Regions from separate parts of the Mus musculus genome. Here all the other regions are linked to region 1. A link is a contact called in public HiChIP or PLAC-seq and promoter capture Hi-C data. All regions are on one chromosome and are shown on one strand. Each heading gives the region's core, a stretch centred on a gene start, on an enhancer-like site or on the middle of the called end of the contact. The rest is flanking DNA. Distances are from core to core; before and after follow the strand shown.

What was found. HiChIP or PLAC-seq counts read pairs in DNA pulled down with a chosen protein or histone mark. Capture Hi-C pulls out chosen DNA fragments and counts their contacts.
Region 2: a contact with region 1 is called in an HNF4G HiChIP or PLAC-seq map of pancreatic cancer cells. The contact joins the enhancer-like site here to the promoter of Abhd17a in region 1. A contact is called at or near these places in 6 of 39 promoter capture datasets (cranial neural crest, frontonasal cranial neural crest, hematopoietic stem and progenitor cells and 3 more), 2 of 484 Hi-C or Micro-C datasets (Th1 cells and embryonic fibroblasts), 10 of 115 datasets of contacts at active chromatin or transcription factors (the 230-238 cell line, effector CD8 T cells, embryonic forebrain and 3 more) and 1 of 9 other capture datasets (pancreatic islet).
Region 3: a contact with region 1 is called in a promoter capture Hi-C map of adipose tissue. The contact joins the promoter of Oaz1 here to the promoter of Abhd17a in region 1. A contact is called at or near these places in 11 of 39 promoter capture datasets (the 3T3-L1 cell line, 3T3-L1-derived adipocytes, the C10 cell line and 7 more), 1 of 484 Hi-C or Micro-C datasets (uterus), 2 of 115 datasets of contacts at active chromatin or transcription factors (epiblast stem cells and regulatory T cells) and 3 of 9 other capture datasets (adipose tissue, liver and pancreatic islet).

What each region holds. Positions count from the first base shown.
Region 1 is chr10:80,588,931-80,591,671 of GRCm38.p6, reverse strand. It overlaps Abhd17a (abhydrolase domain containing 17A), which reads left to right and starts at 1,331. Exons shown (of 5, transcript NM_145421.2): 1 at 1,331-1,497.
Region 2 is chr10:80,460,123-80,462,822 of GRCm38.p6, reverse strand. No RefSeq gene overlaps it. Among named protein-coding and RNA genes, the nearest start is that of Gm40716, 14 kb to the left of the region's middle. Within about 2 kb of position 1,267, at least 11 of the 459 cell types and tissues checked have an H3K27ac peak or open chromatin away from gene starts, as enhancers often do. A contact at or near this core is called in embryonic fibroblasts and pancreatic cancer cells, where this site is marked.
Region 3 is chr10:80,825,359-80,828,058 of GRCm38.p6, reverse strand. It overlaps Oaz1 (ornithine decarboxylase antizyme 1), which reads right to left and starts at 1,403. Exons shown (of 5, transcript NM_008753.4): 1 at 1,154-1,403. The coding sequence starts at 1,299.

The DNA.
Region 1 (2,741 bases), core at 82-2,581:
AGAGGTAGGCAGATCTCTGAGTTCAAGTCCCTGGACTAGAATGAGTTCCAGGACAACCAAGGATACAAAGAGAAAGACTACAAGAAACAAAGAACATTTACTGCTTTTGTGAAGAACCTGGGTTTGGTTCCCAGAACCCATGTAGTGGCTCACCAGCAACCCAACTGCCCATAACTCTAGTTCTTGGGAATTTGACACCCCCTCCCTGGGTACATTTGTTGTGCACACACATGAGTGCAAAGCACACATACATATAAAATAAACAGATAAAGAACACCCTCTGCCCCCTACACTCAACTCAAAACGAGGGCCAGTGAGATGGCTCAGTGGGTAAAAGACTCTTGCCAGAAAACCTGAGTTTAATCTCAGGGACTCACTCGGTAGAACAGAGAGGATTCCCACAAACTGTTTTCTGACCTCCACAGGCGCTCCATGGCGCAGTAATGTAAATACACAGACAAATAAAATTGGGTTGTAGGGTGCTGGTGAGATGATTCAGCGGGTAAGAGCATCGACTGCTCTTCCGAAGGTTCTGAGTTCAAATCCCAGCAACCATATTGTGGCTCACAACCATCCACAACGAGATCTGACGCCCTCTTCTGGAGTATCTGAACACAGTTACAGTGTACTTACATATAATAAATAAATAAACATAAAATAAAAAAAATTGGGTTGTAAAGGTGTTTTGCCTATGTGTCTGTCGGGTATCTGAAGAAGCCTGAAATGGGAGTAGATTCTCCTGGAAATGGAGTTACAGGTGGTTGAGAACCACCTTGTGGGTCCTGGGATGTGTAGTGTTCTTAAAGGGTGAACACCTCTCCAGCTCCTGTCTTGAGATCCTGAGAGAAACTCATTTTATTGCCTCTTCCAGGAATTCACGGAGGGGATGAGCAGATGGGGTGGAGGGGGAAGGCAAGGATAATTTAACCAATCAACTGGGAATGCAAATCCCATCCTCTGAACGCAGCCCTACTCCGGTCAAAGTCACACCCTATCCAGGTCCTGCCCCCAGACCATTCGGTTCCGCCTTTATTCCAGGCCCCGCCCCCAGACCGCTCTTCACCGGGCACCTTGTCGCCAGCCAAGCTTCTTCAGACCATTCACCTTCACTTCTATTGAGGCCCCGCCCCCATATAAAGCCCCGCCCGCATAACCAAGTCCCGCCTTCCATCTTGAGCCCCGCCCAGAAATCCGACTCCTCCTTCTCATGGCCCCACCTCCAGCACATGTACCGCCCTCACAACAACCTACCCAATCCGCTTCGCGGTCGCTTTGCTCCGCCCCCATAAACAGCCAGAGGCCTCCTCGCTTGCGCATTCGCCTCGCATCACTTCCGGGGGCGGTGTTAGGTCAAGCTCACTTCCGCCCGCGGCGGAGCTGCGGTGGTGGCGGTGCAGGAGGCTGGGTCGGGGTCCCCGGGGGACAGACAGACGGACGCACGGGCGGGCGGCCGGGAGCCATGGAGTGCGGCCCCCGGGCCGGCGGGCGCGGGCGGCGGTGAGTGCAGGCGGGCGGGCGCGCGCGGGCTGCGGCGGTTTATGGTGTGGGGCCGAATCGAGCGGGGGCCCTGCGTCCGAGACCTCCCTGCGCTCTCCGGGGATGGCTGTGAGACCAGCGCACCCACCGTGTCCCTGGCATCCCCATGTCCCAGTGCAGCGATCCTGGAGCAGTCGCTTAACCTCCTCAGGACACGGCTGTGTCCCCAAGAAACGCCCGGGCCAGCCGCAGACCCAGGCCACTGTCCCACACCCTCTCTGTCTACATCTGTCTGCTGACATTCACCGGCCACCTTTGCCACTCACCTGGCGTCTTCCTGCCAGCGGGGGCCCACTGCAGGCTTCCTTTCTGCAGCCCAGGACTCCTTTATGGTTCCTCATCACCCCCACGATGAAGCCCTCTTGCTGAAGCACCCTCTTGCTGAGGGTGCAGCTTGAGCAGACCCTGCTCCCCTGGGAGCCCTTGCAGTTTTTCGAATCCTCTCCTGCTGCCCGGGTTTACCTCTGCGGTCCTCTGTCACTGAGCTATTTCCTTTTTTTCACGTGTGTGCGCCCACGCAGAGGACAGCTTCCTGAAGTCAGTCCTCTCCTACCATGCTGGTCCCCTGATCCAAATCGGATTTTCAAACTTGGTAGCAAGTGCCTTTACCTGCTGAGCCACCTCCCTCAACCCTACATTCTTTGAACTCTTCAGCTCCTAGAGGGTTGCCTCCCTACTATGACTGGCCCGGTGAGGCATGCCAGAGCAGACAGTCATATGTAGGTCATCCTAGAGCCCTTACAGTAGCTTGGTTGCTTGTAACACCAGGGCCTGGTTTTATGTCTGTGATCACAATGCTTGGGCTTTGTGGCAGTGAGTGAATAATCCCGGCTTACAGTACCCAGTGGCCCCATCTGTGACATGAGGTCCCACATGCTGTCTGTCCTCTCCATATAACACTGGCAGGTCCCAGAGGCTTATGTCTTTAATGTCTTTCTTCCACAGCTTTATTTTCTCTGGCTGCCCTGCACATGGTTGTTGAGTGGAAGTGGGTCTTCCAGGTCCTGCCCCATGCAGGATGGAGAACTAGTTAACTGTAGAAGTATCTGGAATCATGACTGAGAGTTCCTCCCCATATGGCAGACTCAGGATACTGGCATACGTAGGGACAGCCACAGGCAGGAAACTGAGGCCTCCCCTTGCTTGACTTGTCTAGAAAACATACTGCAGGTTGAGACCCCAGAAATTACACACCTGATAAGATG
Region 2 (2,700 bases), core at 18-2,517, 130 kb after region 1:
CCCCTGACCTCCACTGAGGATGATGGGAAGAGACCCTAGGTCCTCTGCCATGTGCTCTGGAGGCTCCAAGTGCCTGTGATAAGCAGAAATGGGCCCCGATGTGATGGCTGTCACAGAGCAGCAGAGTCTGTCACCCCACTAGTAGGAGCTCTGCTTTTTGGAACCAAGGATCCAACCTGATATTTCACTGCAAGCAAGTTCAAGCTCTATGTTGCTTTAAAACAGACATTTTCAGTCACGTGTGGAGCACACACCTGTCACCTCAGCATTTGAAGGCTGATGCAGGAAGATCTTGTATTCTAGGATAGACTGAACTACAGGGTTAGCGCTGTCTCAAAAACAAAATCTGGGCTTGGAGGGCTACAACGTGCCTGTAATTCTAGCCACTTGGGAGGTGGAGGCAGGACAGTGGCTGTGAGTTGGGGTCTAGCCTGGTTGGTTCCAGACTGCCCTATGTGACTAACCCCTTAAAAAATCAAAAATAAAAGCAAATCTATTTTTCAGATGTACTCAGGGTGGTTTGTCAGCAAGTGCCCTGGTGACTTGTGATGGGGGATGGCAAACTGGAGGCTGCGTGAGTGTATCTGAGAGGGGTGAGGGCTCAAAGGACAGACAAGGTGTCAGTCACCATGGTGAAGACCTGGGTTCCAGGCCTCATGCTGAGCACCCACCAGACAGCTCAACCTCATGGGATCCCCAGCTTCAGTGAAGCATTATGTCTTCAAAAGCAAGGAAGGGGTGGCAAGAGGGCACAGCAGGGGCTTGCAGCCAATCCTGGCCACCTGAGTTCAATCCCCAAGACTCCAAGACTGAAGGAGAGCACCAACCATGGGCAAACTACCCTTTCATCTCTCTCTCTCTCTCTCTCTCTCTCTCACACACACACACACACACACACACACACACACACACAAAACACAATAAATAAATGTAATTTTTATAGTAAAAAACTCAAAACTAGGAGCAACAGAAACACTCATGACATCACCTCTGGCTTCCATTCACATGAACATTCTCACAAAATAAAATCAAACGGAGACAGCACTTACTTGCAAGCGTGCCCCTTGGGGCTTTGACTGGACTCTCTGGCCTCATGGGTTTTGCTCAATGAGATACATTGGGGTTCAGTCCAAAGGATCCCCCTGGACACACTGTTCTATCAGCAGTTCTATAGAGCCTCACCCCTCGCTCCAGGCAGAGTCTCCTGTTAGCCCCGGTCTCTCTAGATGGCCATCTACTTCACTGTGGGTTCCTCAGACCACAGACTGGTGCAGCCAAAACCACAGAGCAGGGATTCCCGGGAAGCCAAGACCATGAGGTAACAGATGGGTCTTCATGGATGCGAACCCGGAAGAACCCCTACCACAGGGGCCTTCATTTCCCTCAGCTTCGGGGCTTCCTGCCTGCCAGGGGGGTCCCTCACCTCCTGAGCCTCAGCCCTCGGGAGGAATTTTCTAGAGATCTCAGCTTCTCCTTCAGGGTCCAAGAAGCACAAGGAAGAAGACAGACTCGGCTGGTCCCTGAGCAGTGCTGAATACCTGAAACCTCAGTATTTGGAAGGCTAATGCAGGGGAATTGCTGTGAGTTCCAAGGCCATTCTGGGCTACAGAGTGAGCCCATGCCTCTGCAAACCAAAACAACAAAAGACAGGAAAGAGGGGAAAAAATGAGCCAGAAAGATACACAGTGAAGGGGGGAGGGAGGGAGAAGCCGGGAGAACCTTCCAGAACTCTCAGAAGCCAGACACCCTGTGTGGGCAGCCTGCAGTTGATCTGGCCACAGCACATTTGCCTGACCAGCTACTGATCTGCTGTGGCCGAGGTGGAGTACCACTGGGACGGGCCACGCAGCACTGGCCTCAGGTTCTCCCCACCTGCGGATATTTCTGTCTCTGTGATCTGTGATCCTCTGGGAATTGCCACCACTCAGAGAACACAGCCCTGTCAGCATGCTGGGTTGCTCCCAGTCTCTACCCCAACCTCTCTGATCACCCAAAAGAAGCCTCAGAGACTCCACTCTGACAGGATGTAGGGATAGAGGAATGCAGCTCCCAGTGGGATATGTTTGTCCTGGGACTTGAAAGCCTGGGACTTACCCTGGGTCTGTCTAGGGCAAGCTCAGTCCTCAGAACCAGACAGAACTGGATCCCAAGCCTACCTAGCTTGCCCTGGTCAAGCTTCATGTTCAGTCATGTGAAAGGGGACAGTCCCCATGCCCTGTGCCTTGGCAGGAGGCTGCTAGTTTGGCATACACCGACTGCACTGACCCTAGTCCAGGCCTTCCCACATCTTTGTATAACAGACCCATGTCCCTGAAGAGGGTCCAAGGGTTAAAAGTGAAGGAGACCGGTGTCTCCAGGTCTAGAATGCTGAGTCAGCTTGTTTGTTGGGCCCAGCTCAGAAGAGAACCTGCTATACACCACGTGGCACGTCTGGATTATTTTGTAAATGAGATCTCTGAACTGAGTAACTACAAACCCCTTCCCCACCATTAGCACCAGGTGCAACCGTGCGCCCTGTTATCTCAGTACTCAGAGGCTGAGGCAGGGCAGTCTCAGAGATAGAGGCCAGTCTGAGCTACAGAGTTAGGTCCTGGGTCAAACAACATCAATAATATATTTTTAAAAATAAGAGGCTTGCTGGACATGGTGGTGCACACCTTTAGTCCCAGCACTTGGGAGGCAGAGGCAGGTGGATCTCTG
Region 3 (2,700 bases), core at 154-2,653, 240 kb before region 1:
CTCCATGCTGCCAATCCTCCCTTCACACCAGGTCACTCGCTCCTTCCTACCCTCTGGTCAGCAGCTACCAGTGACCCCAAAGTTCTACCTCACTAACTACTCATGCTCTAGAGTCAGACAACCCCAAGTCTCCTCTCTTCCCTACTGCCACTCTATAGGTGTCTGCACAGCCTATATCCAAAGTTCCTACCACCTATATCGACGCCCTTCCCAAACCAGTCCCCATTCTGAACCCTTCAAGTGATACCCTCCATCCCACCCACTGCAGACTTTTAACTGCCAAGTGGACCAGGGATTAAGGTCACCTCACATCATACTCACCACACCACACCACCTCCATGTCCTCCAACATAGCTCTGTGAGCCCCCAAGCCTGACCACTTCCAAGGTCCTAATTCTGACCCAAATCCCTCCAAAGTATTAGAGCCCTCAACACGCAATCACTAAATCCAACCTAAACCTCATCCCAGCTTCCCCACCTGTGACTTCCTAAACCGACACAAGCTTCTTTCTCAACACCCCAAATCTGATCCCATACTCTCCCACCAAGAAATGAGTCCTCAACATGTACCCAAGAATATAATAGGATTCCTCCCCAACAGCACCCAAAATCCCAGTATTCTGCAAAGAACTCCAAACACCGGGACGAGCCCCACCTCTACATAGCATACGATTTATTACCCAAACGCCCTACAGGTAACCACAAACACTTCGCCACCTGACATTAGAACTAGCTCACATATCCGAGAGGCAGACCCCAAATTCGAGTCTCCAATCTCTTCTCAGATCCCTCCCCAAATCTTAGGCTCAACTCACAACCCCCGAATCCGATTCGAACCCAAAATCGAATCCTACATTTTCGCGAAATGTTCCCGGTCCTCCAATCAAACCAAACCCTATTCCTCAACCTGAGACTCCCTAATTCCACTCGAATCCCAAATCCGAGTCCGCGACCCGCTCCACAGGCCCCGCCCCGCCCCGCCCCGCCCCCTGCGCGATTGTGGCCGCCACAAAGGGGCGGATCTCGCGCTGCCGAGACTTATCTGGCGCCGGAGGCCGACCCCGCTCCGGGCCTGCGCGTCCTGCGCTGCCCTCTGGGGCCTACGCGGACGCTGTTTCTGGAAGGTTCGCGGCGGCGGGGGCAGGGCTCTCACCTCTCGCTGCTGCAGCCGCCGCGGCTGTGCTGACTAAGAAGCGGCATGGTGCGGCTGGCGTGAAGCGTGGCGCTGCGTTTGTCCCCTTCCTTCTCTCTGGCGAAGCAGTGGCTGTTGAGGATCCGCTGCAGGGAGGATTTCACCATCCGGCCGCTGGGGTCCGAAACCAGCAAAAACCTCCGCTGCACTTCCCGCGCCGCCGCCGCTGCTCGCCGTTCGCAAAATGGCGCCGGCGCCGACGCCCACTTTTATATGCGTCGTCACGGCAGGCCACGCCCCCACACGCAGGCGTAAACGCAGCAGTGTGAGGCGACGGAGGAACGGGGTGGGGCCACAGTGGCAGCCCAAGGAAAAACCAAATGCGTCCCACCTACTCCGGCTTCTGATTGGCGAGAGTAAAAAGACAGACAGAAGGTTTCCGTTGATGATTAGTTGGCGATAGGAGAATCCCGGCCCCGCGTGTTTGCGTCACTCTGTGGGAGGGAAGACAGAAAAGCCAGACGCGTCCCGCCCCTACAAGGCTCTGATCGGTCAATGTAGAAAAACGGACGTATTGGCCCCTTTGAGGATTGGTTGGAGTTCTGACAAGCCCGCCCTCGAGGCTTTATGACGTGAGGCGGAGGCGGGGCTTCTGTAGTCGCCTCCAGGACGTAAACCCCCATCTAGCCCAGGCCTCAAGGCTAGGACTCTGCGCCTCCTCTAGTACCTGTGGCCCTTCAGTTTTGTCATCTGTCATCCTTTCCATCTTAACCATTATGGTCCCACTCATGGGACGCCCCGCTCCGGGAAGACTGTCAGGACATAACTGTCAAGGGTACCTGAGGCTGACCTAGGCGGTTTGCTTGGTGCCCATCCCCCACGCGGCAAAATTATTCTAATGACCTTGTAATAATGGGTAATAGATTGGGACTCTTTGTTTTAAAAGCAACTTGCTATTTAAAAGAAAATCTGTCAAAAGTTAAGTATCCCAATCTAGAGAAGTATTTTATGTCAAATTGGAATTTAAACAACTTTTCTCATAGACTCAGCTTGAAGGTTTCCTTCATCCCAACCCCCCCTCCCCCGCCGCCGCCGCTTTTTTGTTGTTGTATTTTGATTTTTGTTTTTTGAGACAGGGTTTCTCTGTTTGCCTGCCTCTGCCTCCCAAGTGCTGGGATCAAAGGCGTGCGCCATCACTGCCCTGCTTACAATTTATTCTTAAAGAATTTCGTATTCTTTTTCTCTTTATGGGTTTTTTGTTGTTGTTGTTTTGTTTTGTTTTGTATGTTTTGTTTTTGAGACAGGGCTTTTCTGTGTAGCCCTGGATGTCCTGGAACTTACTCTATAAACTAAGCTACCCTCAAACTCAGAGATCTGCCTGACTCTGCCAGCTGAGTGTTGGGATTAAAGGCCTGTGGCACCACACCCTGCTCTTTCTCTCTCTCTCTCTCTCTCTCTCTCTCTCTCTCTCTCTCTCTCTCTCTCTCTCTCTCTCTCTCTCTCTCTCTCTCTCAAGATTTACTTATTTTATTTATATGAGTACACTGTTGTTGTTTCTGGTCTTCAGA